Linked DNA regions of Zea mays: region 1 is linked to region 2. Evidence: chromatin contacts called from public Hi-C data. All regions are on one chromosome and are shown on one strand. Each heading gives the region's core, a stretch centred on a gene start, on an enhancer-like site or on the middle of the called end of the contact. The rest is flanking DNA. Distances are from core to core; before and after follow the strand shown. Region 1 holds the start of LOC103637539 (Alpha/beta hydrolase related protein). Region 2 holds the start of LOC100285538 (ATP binding protein).

What was found. Hi-C and Micro-C count contacts between places; a contact is called where the count stands out from the background.
Region 1: a contact with region 2 is called in a Hi-C map of leaf, with 7 times the contacts expected there. The contact joins the promoter of LOC103637539 here to the promoter of LOC100285538 in region 2. A contact is called at or near these places in 2 of 25 Hi-C or Micro-C datasets (leaf and tassel).

Annotation. Positions count from the first base shown.
Region 1 is chr1:83,842,245-83,847,359 of Zm-B73-REFERENCE-NAM-5.0, forward strand. It overlaps LOC103637539 (Alpha/beta hydrolase related protein), which reads right to left and starts at 2,402. Exons shown (of 3, transcript XM_008659708.4): 1 at 1,442-2,402; 2 at 1,054-1,325; 3 at 81-564. The coding sequence starts at 1,772. The coding sequence ends at 517.
Region 2 is chr1:83,536,086-83,541,090 of Zm-B73-REFERENCE-NAM-5.0, forward strand. LOC100285538 (ATP binding protein) reads right to left here and starts at 1,425. Exons shown (of 5, transcript NM_001158429.1): 1 at 1,101-1,425; 2 at 489-504; 3 at 339-412; 4 at 114-240; 5 at 1-25. The coding sequence starts at 491.

The sequences.
Region 1 (5,115 bases), core at 1,152-3,651, 310 kb after region 2:
AGGCGTCTGGTAGAACGGCACTGACCCTGACCGTGTCTCCTTTCCAAAAGCGAAAATTCTTCGGCGAAAAAAAAAAGAAGTTTCTCTGAACCGGCCGGGGTCGGTACAGCCTGCATCGTTTTATTATGTGCAGCTACTGATTAGTATCTTCGGACACACGTCCAAGTCTCGTTTTTCCAGAAGGGACACATGTAAACTGCAGCTGCGATTGTACCTATACACGCACGCAAAAAAAAAAAAAAAAAACTGCAGGAGGCCGACCGGGCGTCCAACACGGCTCGTCCTGCGTCTGCGTCGCAGCTGCAGGAGGCCGGGGCAATAAAATGCTGATAATGAGCTAGCATACGACCGTTTGGTACTTACAGTATGTTCACTTGTGGCAGTGACAGTAGTTTACACGAGTAACAAATGTATCTTAGCGTACAACTCAACCAAAATTTGCTCCTAAAATGGAAATCAATCTTTCGGGCGCCTACGCACGTGTGTGATGATGGGAACGGAGTGTCAGACGCTACACTACTGCTTGGGCCCTTTGGGTGTTTGATGGCCTCCTTTTAACCTCACCTGCATAGAGAAAGTTAGCTAGTTCAGTAAAGCAAAAGGATCTCATAACTTTTCTTGTCAGCAAGACATTACAATTCTTTTATATATATATGGTCCGTTTATCTGGATGCAATAATAATTAGATAGTTTTATTAAGGTGGTTGCAGATGCAGTAGATTATATATCTAGTCTGGCAGGATGAGGATGCAACTAGGAGGCTGTCTTAACGCAACAAAATGCCTGGATTATTCCTGAGAATAATCATGCCACCCACTTTGCTCAACGTCATGGGCCTCGCCTAGCTGCACTGCAACCGCGCAACGGGTACGCGCGAAGAAAGTCTCTGATTTTTTTTTATAAAACAAAAAAAAAGGTTTTTCGCATCTAGGAGTAGGAGCTGTATTGCGTTGCGCAGACGTGAAGCTTCCGGCAGAGGAATTCGCAGCACGGAAGGTATGGCGCGGCGCGGGATCATGCATGCATGTAAGATTTGGTTGCGTCGGTACTCACGGCGCCTTCAACGTCGATCCTGTACACGAGCATTCGGCGGCGCTCGCGGCAGCTGGTCCGGTACGCCACGGCGAGGTGCGCGGCGGCGAGCGCCAGGGAGAGGAGGAGCATGGCCTCCGGGCCGCCGGCAGCGGCTACGGCGCGAGCGCCACCCGCGGCGCGGCGCGGCAGCACGGCCGCGGCCTTGGCGAGCACGTAGCACACGGACCCCGCCGCGCACGCCACCACCACCCCTAGGTACGCGCCGCCTCCGCCGCACGCCACGTACGCGCCTGCCATAGATATAGTGCCGCGAGCCCGCGACACGACACGAGGAGCGGGTCAGTTATTACAGCCGAGCTACGAGGGGAGCAGGGAGGGACCCGAGAGCCGGCGGCGGGATACTGACAGAGGATGAGCAGCGCGCGCGCCGCGGAGACGGCGGGCAGGTCGACGAGCGAGGAGCGGAAGTCGAACGCCCGCGCCTGGGCCACGACCGCCAGCGCGAGCGAGCCGCCGCCGCCATCCCCGCCGCGGAGGAGGAGCGCCGGCGGGAGCGCGAGGTCGAGGAGCACGACGAGCAGCGGCGGCGCGCAGACGAGCAGGAGCGATGCCAGCATCGCCGCGACGAAGAAGGCGGTCTTGGCCCACCGCCACGGCCGCGCCCACGGCCGCTCCCCGCCGCCTCCGTGCGCGTGCTTGTGCGCCACCGCCAGCGGCAGCAGCAGCTTCTTCTCCATGGCCGGGCGGCCTGGGCGCGCTGGTCGCTAGACAAGACGAACGGGCGACCCCGGTGATCAGGCGGTGGGGCTGCGCGCCGGAGTCTTTTTTATGGGAAGGGAAGCGGATGCGGGTGCGGGTGCGGACACGCGGCCAGGCAGCTAGCAGCTCGTCTGTGGTTGCTTCGCCGCGTTGAAGCCGTCGGACGGTTGAGGGGGACGTGGGGCGGGGGGTGCGGCGTCGCGACTCGCGGGTTTGGTTTGACCTGTCCTGCGCGCGCGCGGTAGTATAGTAGCAGGCATCCAGGCAGCAACTGCTCGCCGGCCCTGCCTTAAAACGCCGCGCCACGTACGCGCAGAAGCTTCGGTGTGGGTGCAAGCCTCGGATTGGCTCTCATGTCCCGGACACCCGGCAGAGTGCGTGTGAACCGGAACGGCGGAACAGGTTCCTGATTTTCCTTTCTGGTTGGACTCGTGGTCTGGTCGTGGCCTCGTCGTGGGTAGGTAGGTCTTCGACTCGTAGTCGTGTGACCACCTTTTTTTTTAAGAACTCGTACCCGAATATTTCGGTTTGTATCGGTAACTAGTACAAGTGTTCGCTCGGTTCTGACGAGCAAAAATATAACGAGCAAATCGGGCCCATAGAACCGGCCGCGCGCGCTTTGGCCGAAAGGAAACGAACCGCGATAGCTCACGCGTGGCACGGTGATCGTAACACGGCCTTGACAGCGGGGACGGCGGTCGAACACTTGGCGGACATATGGGGGCCGGGGGCGTGCGGGACCGGAGGAGAGGCAAAGCCAGCCAGCGGGGGGCTCGAAGCCTCTCCAACACCAGATGGCGCGCACGCAAGACGCGACGCGAGGCGAGAGGGGGGTGTACGCCGCCGGGGGTTTTTGCCCCTCGCAATCGCAAGTGGCACGGCCGGCGCCGCCCAGCAGCCCCGGTACGGTGCGCGCGCGGGTCTGCGCAACTCGGAACCGATAGCCATCGGCCAAGTGGAGGCAGACGCGCCCGGCGTGGCGCTCCCGATAACAGCTAACCGCCTGGACACAGCCGATTAATAATTGTGCTGCTGGCCAACCACTCGATTAATAGTATAATGAGCCCTCCTTTCAGTTCAATTTTCTTATATAAATAAACGTGAGCAATCAGGCTGTTGGTAGGGGACCCCCGGACTAGCTAGCCAACCCATCCAATCCTAGCCGATTGCATTTTGGCTGTCCCGATTGAGAATAATAACAGACGTGGCGACAAATAATAAAAAACAAACTGTATAGTAATCCTTTATATATGCCAACTAGCCGAGGCCCCTGATGCGTTTTATAAATCCCGGCGTTCTCGTGCATGACGATCTGAGTTGGAGTTGCCGTTGAGTTCGTTTGGATTTAGGTTCGGTGTACCGTGTAGTACGTACTACGTGCTCGATGCTCGTGGCGGCCTCTCCTCGTCCCTCGGGTTATGTATCGGATATACGCCGCCGCCGCCGCCGCCGCCGCACATGCTTGATTATTAGTGTTAGGATTTATGGGCTTGGCCCAATTAAGAATTTCTAATAAATCGCAGGAAAATCTCAAAAGCCCATATAAGTGGATGACAAAGGGATAGGTGGATCCAATAGCACCATATTGCTAGCTCTTGTGGAGTAGAGCTAACTTAAATATGGAAGTCACACTCACTCACCAAGTCATGGATGAGAGGAGAGAGTGTGGAGAGCCACACGCGCGCGCGCTCGCTCGCCTGGCCTGGCCGGGCCCGGCGGGCCGGGGCGGGGCGGGGCGAAGGGCCGCGGGCGCACGACATGCGCGTGAATGGTCCGCCGAAATCCGGCCCCTCGCCTTGCGGGGGCGCGGCTACCTTTTGCCGTTTGATTTTTTGGTTTCTTGGCTGTTACGCTTATCCTAACCGATCGCTATAAAATCTCAACTGTTTGCGAGATTTTCGTGGGCGGATAAGCACGGGGTCGCGGACTCGGCCCTATAAAAGGAGCCCGGCAGCCAGCCTCCAAATCATCCCAGATCCCAGTTCGCTTTCGCCTCTCTTCATAGCTGAGCCGCCTTTTAGTTCCCTTCGTCCCGACCGCAGAGGTGCATCTGCGATCAGGAGAGCAGGTCTCTGGAACCCTTCGTCTTCTAGATCCTGCACCGGGAGAGGGCGAATAAGGTTTTTGGGAAGCGTCTTCACGCGACTGCTCGTGATCTGCTGACCTCGTCGACCCTGCTGATTTCGCTACTTCGACATCGTCGACCCTGCTGATTCCGGCGCGTACCATCGATCAGTAAGTCTAATCAGTACGCATCATCTGATTTGGCTTGTTATTTCAGTTCTTCTGATTTGGTCATGATTTATATTCGGAATTTAAACTGGAATTTGTCTAATTATTCAACAATCCAAAAACCTTATTGTAGACAATCTCCTAGTTTTTCTATGACTGCTTTTGCCGATGCGCTCAAGCCAGAAAAGTTTAATGGAATGCACTTTAAGAGATGGCAAGTCAAGGCCACGCTCTGGCTTACTGCTATGAATGTCTTCCATGTTAGTAAAGGCAGACCTGAGGGTCCACTGACTCCTGAATAGGAGAAAGAGTACGACCATGCCAATACTATGTTCACGGGAGCCGTTCTTAGCGCCTTTGTTGACCGTCTGGTTGATGCGAATATGCAGTACACAGACGGAAAAGAGTTGTGGGATGCACTTACTACTAAGTATGGTGCATCAGATGCTGGCAGTGACCTGTATATCATGGAGAGCTTTCATGATTATAAGATGGTTGATAATCGCTCTATTGTAGAGCAAGCTCATGAAATACAGTGTATAGCCAAGGAGCTCGACCACCTTAAGATAGTCCTTCCTGACCGATTTGTGGCTGGGTGCATTATTGCAAAGTTGCCTTCTACATGGAGGAACTTCGCCACAGCTCTGAAACATAAGAGACAGGAGATATCAGTTGAAAATCTGATAGCGTCTCTGGATGTTGAGGAGAAAGCTCGGGCTAAGGACACGGGATCTAAAGGAGGCGAGGGCCACTCCAGCGCCAACATGGTTCAGAAGAACCACAACAAGGGCAAAGGAAAGCCAAAATCTAACAAGCCCAACAAAACTACCAACTTCAAGAAGAAGAAGAACAAGGCTGAATTGACATGTTTCGCATGTGGCGAGGCGGGTCATTTTGCCAAGGATTGTCCCGATCGAGCGGATCGCTGTGGCAAAAAGGGCAATGTCAACACAGTGGTCGCTAGCAATGAGGAAGACAAAGGGTATGATAATTTACCTTTCATCTTCTCAGTATTTCAATCACCTAGCTGGTGGCTTGATACTGGTGCTAATGTTCATGTGTGTTCTGACATTAACTTGTTCTCTTCTT
Region 2 (5,005 bases), core at 175-2,674:
TCTTCTCCTTTGCTAACTGAGCTTCCTGAATGCTTACATCAGGTGCCAAAGGTGAGAACTGGGAATACCATAACCAACTGTCATTTGCCACAGGAGATGTATACTACAATTACCTCTTTAGTGGTGTACTGAACAAAGGCATAGCCCCGGGGTTCGCCTCTCTTTGGACCGCGTGTGTGCCACAGAAAATCCTCGGCTGTAATCTTTCCAAAAGGGGAAAACATCTTGATTACATCGGACCTGAAAAATTAACACAACGATGTTAATTAATTTGGAGAACACTAGGACAAACCTTGAAAAGAACATGCAAATAGATATACAAGAAACAAGTAACTCACTCTGACATCCTGAAGTCTAGGTTCCCTACATAGAGCCTGCACTCCAGTTTATCTGCCTCAAGACCTTTAATGTCCTGCAACTTAATTTGGTTAGAAACAATATTTATCCACGCTGAACAATCAGCTACCTTCTAACTCAGAGCAAGTTACCATTTCTGCTTGCAGCCTACGATAGCCAATTCAGTGAAAATACATCCAGGGGTGGATGGCGTATACCGGATATTTTTTGCAAAAGAAAAAACGAAGTTAGCAAGCAGCATAACACATGTAATTAGATCAGACCAATGTTATCAAACTATCTAATCAATCCTAGTTACCATGGCACTGATTGGACCAACTAATCGCGACTAATCGTAGTAGGCACCAACCAGCCCGAATCATTATAACACTGGATCAGGCCCGAACACACATAGCTTACGTTAGGGTTTGGGTGCTCTGTTGAACCACCCAGCCCATATACCGATAATTCATAAAAGCTAAGGGTAAAATGAACCATTTAGTCAATCGCTCATTTTGCATTGCTAGCTCCTGTCCCGACTCCCAGACCGTTGGTTGTTCTTCTATGCCTACTGTTTCAGGTTCTTGCCTACAAGGTTGGCTTTACATTGGTTGTAAAACATGTGGAGATCGGAGTAGGATAGAAAGTTGACTTCAATGTCTTGTCCAATTATGCTGTACAAATCCCCAAAAAACGAGAAATTTACGATCGAAATAGAGATTGCAGTTCCCAAAGTGGGGGAATCGTATTGGCGATCGTATTACCTGTCCCCTGCTGCTGCCCACCTGCCCGGTGCCCCCTGCTGGCCGCTGGCGTGCTGTCGTGCTGCACCCTTTACTCCATCGCTGATGCCCGCCTGCCAGCCCCGGTGGCCGGTGCTCCACGACGGCAGCCTCCAGCGAAACCCCACCAGCAGCCCGACGCCCCCAAGTCCCCACTTGCCGATCCGGCCTCCAGGGGACCACCTCCCGCCCGCCGGCCGTAGATTTGGTCGCTGCGCCGATCGATTCAGCCGCCGGGCCGGTAGATTTAGCTGCTCCGGCCGCCGATCGCCACTAGGCCACCAGGTTTTGGACGGTCTGCAACTGCAAGACAGGCAGTCAGGCAGACGCCACGGCCCACGAGCGAGGATGACTGCGTGGTGCGCGCACGCCAGGGCGATGCTGGAATAGTGGAATGGGATAGATACGAAGAAATTCGATGGGCTGAAACGCACAAGTTTGGAAACTCCATTTTTTCAACATATTTACATTTTCTCGAGAGAAATTAGTTCATACTCTCTAAACAAAGAAATTTTTTAGAAAAATGAGATTTTTAAACTAGCCCTAAAGGGTGTTTAAATATACTAAAACTAATACTTAGCTGCTAAAATTAGCTGAGATATCTAAACGGTCTAGCTAATAGTTCAGATATTAGCTATTTTTAGCAAATTAGTTAATAGTTATCTAGCTATTTGTTAGCTAGCTAATTTCAATATCATTTTTTAGCTAACTAACTATTATCTTCAGTGCGTTCAAACAACCAGTACTTAGCCTGGGCCACACATAGGCCAGATCGAGTTTAGGTCAAGCTTTAAGGGGTACTAGAGGTTCTATTTAGGCCATGCCTACGCCTAAATATGCCCCTGCTTTTTAAGAAAAAACTTAGTTTATTTCAAAAATAATGAGGTGATAGGAGTGAAGGACTCCTAGTTCACAGAGAAGAGTCTTCCCTTAAGTTAAGGGACACTGAGAGGAATGAGTCGAATTTAAACATAATATATAGTATGAGGGAGAAAGAGAGGACATGGCTACATGAGCTTGCTTAACTAACAGGTGAGGCGTGTGATTAAGGTTCCTCCCAATCTTGAAGATGATGTATTGGTTTCCTTCGTTGCAAGTGATGAACTTCTAAGTAAGTACTTTGATCCTCTAATTTGATGGCGAAGAGAAATTTGTATTGCTGAAAAAGGACACCCAATTCTTGATTATCTAACAAGTAATTTGGGTTCTGAAGATTGATGATTCTGAATATCCTTTCTTGACTTTAGGAACTAGTAGATTCCCTTTGAACTCGTCTTTGTCCTATCTAGTAGATCAAATAGGTTCATAACTTGTACACTAATGAGAGGTAGAGGAGGAGGGTGAGGGAGTATATGTAGCATACCTTCGGGCCCAAGGTGGACGGCGGCAGTCGAGGTCACCGTAAGATCTAGAAGTTGAGCGTCTGCTTCCTAGTTTGGTTCTACTCATCCTTGCATAGTGGGCCTTGGGGCGAAGTATATGAACTTTGGTTTCTACGGGTGCATGGCTAGGGTTTGGTGATTCTGGTCAATAGGCACTATAGAGAGCTCATGTCTCGATTGTATGTGGAGACTAGGGTTTATGGGAGAACAGGAGGTGTTGGCTTATGTGTTGACCCCTACCTCATATTTATAGTGACTGTAAGATAGGGGGCACAACTAGTGGGATAGGATTGTGCCTTTAATCAGGGCACGAGTTCGTTCTTAAGCCAATCCTTTGACCAAGCCCGAGGTCATATCCAACATTCCCCTTTTGTTCTCGGCTTTCTTGTTCTTTAACTTTCTATATTCCACCCTTTGACAAGTTGACACATTAAGCCCAATGCATTACAAAGATCAATTATGTGTCAATGAACTCATTGACTATAACATTCCCCTCAACCTTAAGGTATGGTAACTTTCTCAATCTTGTGAGATGATTATCTAATACCATCTGGTTCAAAATCATAGGTTTTCCTTTAATCCCATGTCGACTATGAGCTCTCTAAACACGCTAGGTGGAAGATCTTTTGTGATCGAATTCGCTAACATCAGATGGGTTCTTATATGCTCAAATTTAATAGTTTGATCCTATATATTTTTCTTAACAATATAACACTTGATGTCAATGTACTTGGTAGACCCTCTTGACTTGTCGTAGGAGTAAAATATTGCTGGCTCATTGTCATAGTATATTCTCAGTGGTCCTTCTACGTTATCAACCACTCTTAATTTGGGTACAAATTTCTTTACTCACATTGCATTCCCAGTGGTCTCATATGTTGCCACAAACTCAACATGCATTATCGATATGAAACGACTATCTATTTACATCCCTTCCAATAAATAGCCCAACAAGTGTAAAGATATATCCAGAAGTGAATTTTAACGTATCAACACAACTTGCCCAGTCGACATTTGAATAACTGACTATCTCAAAGGAACTAGATATTCTATATGTAAGCATGAGGCCTTTTACTTCTTGCAAATATCTTAGAGTCTTCTTAATTGCTTTGTAGTGCTCTATATCTAGATTGACTTGATATCTCCCATGCATCATGGTTAGGGATGAAAACGGTCGGAAACGGTATTTTTTCGGTAACCAGTTTTTAGTCGTTTTTCGAATAAATAGGATATAGAATATACAATACAAATTTGTATTCTTGTTTTTAACATCCAGCTTGTTAAGATTCATAAAATATAAACCTCAAATTCATCCTACATTTTCTTAGATAATAGATATAAATTTCGGTATGGATTCGGAAATAAATCCGGTAATTTTTTCAACTTTTTGTGTTGTAGGGAGCAAATAATACATAAAACAATGTATGTAATATTTTATTCATATTTGTACTAATGTGCTTGATAACATAACAAAAGATCAACATCAAATTTTATACATATCTATTTTAAAATATTAAATTTGTCCTAACAGTTCGGATTACCACTTTCATCCCTAATCCTGGTTGTAAAAGGCTAAGTTAGAGCGAGTAAAAATTTGAGCAAACATAATACTTTTAATAGCTGAAACATACATTATGACTCCATCTAATCTATCTCATACTAATTCTTAAGGCACTGATAATTCTCAAACTTATAATCCTTGACTATTGTATATGTGAGGGCCTACAATTGTGCATACCATATCTCTTCAGTACATTTTCTATGTACTTGTACTTTTTTGGGAAAGTTCTAATATTCCTTTGTTTATCTCTATGGATTTCCGTTCTTAGCACATAGGAGGCTTCTCCCATGTCTTTCATATTAAATTTTGAAGAAATAAACATTGTTTCTAGCAGCAGGTTCTTATCGCCATTACCTAGTAGTGTGTCATATGCATACAGAACTAGGAATATATACTTTCCACTCTTAAACTTTGCATAAATACAATTATAATCCTTATTTTACTTAAAACCATATTTATTATAGTCTCATCAAACTTGAGATACCATTGTATAGAAGCTCGCTTTAATCCATAAATGGAATTTCTTAAATGACATCCCATGTTTTCTTTCCCTCCTATGACAAAACCCTTAGGTAGTGCCATGTAAACATTTTCTATCAACTCTCCCTTCAGAAATATCATCATTACACCCATTTGATTAAATCATAATGGGCAACTAACTTTATGATTATCCTCAATGAGTCTTTGGTTAAGACAGGTGAGAAAAATTCATGCTAATTTATTTTTCTCTCTCTATGTGAACCATTTGGCCACAAGTATAGCCTTGTATCTTTCTACATTTCCTATAGAGTCATGCTTGGTTTTGTAGACCCACTTGTAACCTATTTGTCACACCCGAATTTAGGGAGCCAAACCCGGGCGCGAGGCACATGTGTGCTAGGATCAAGTCTCATACATATGATGAATCATGGTACAAAAACGAATGTCATATCTTTAATATATAA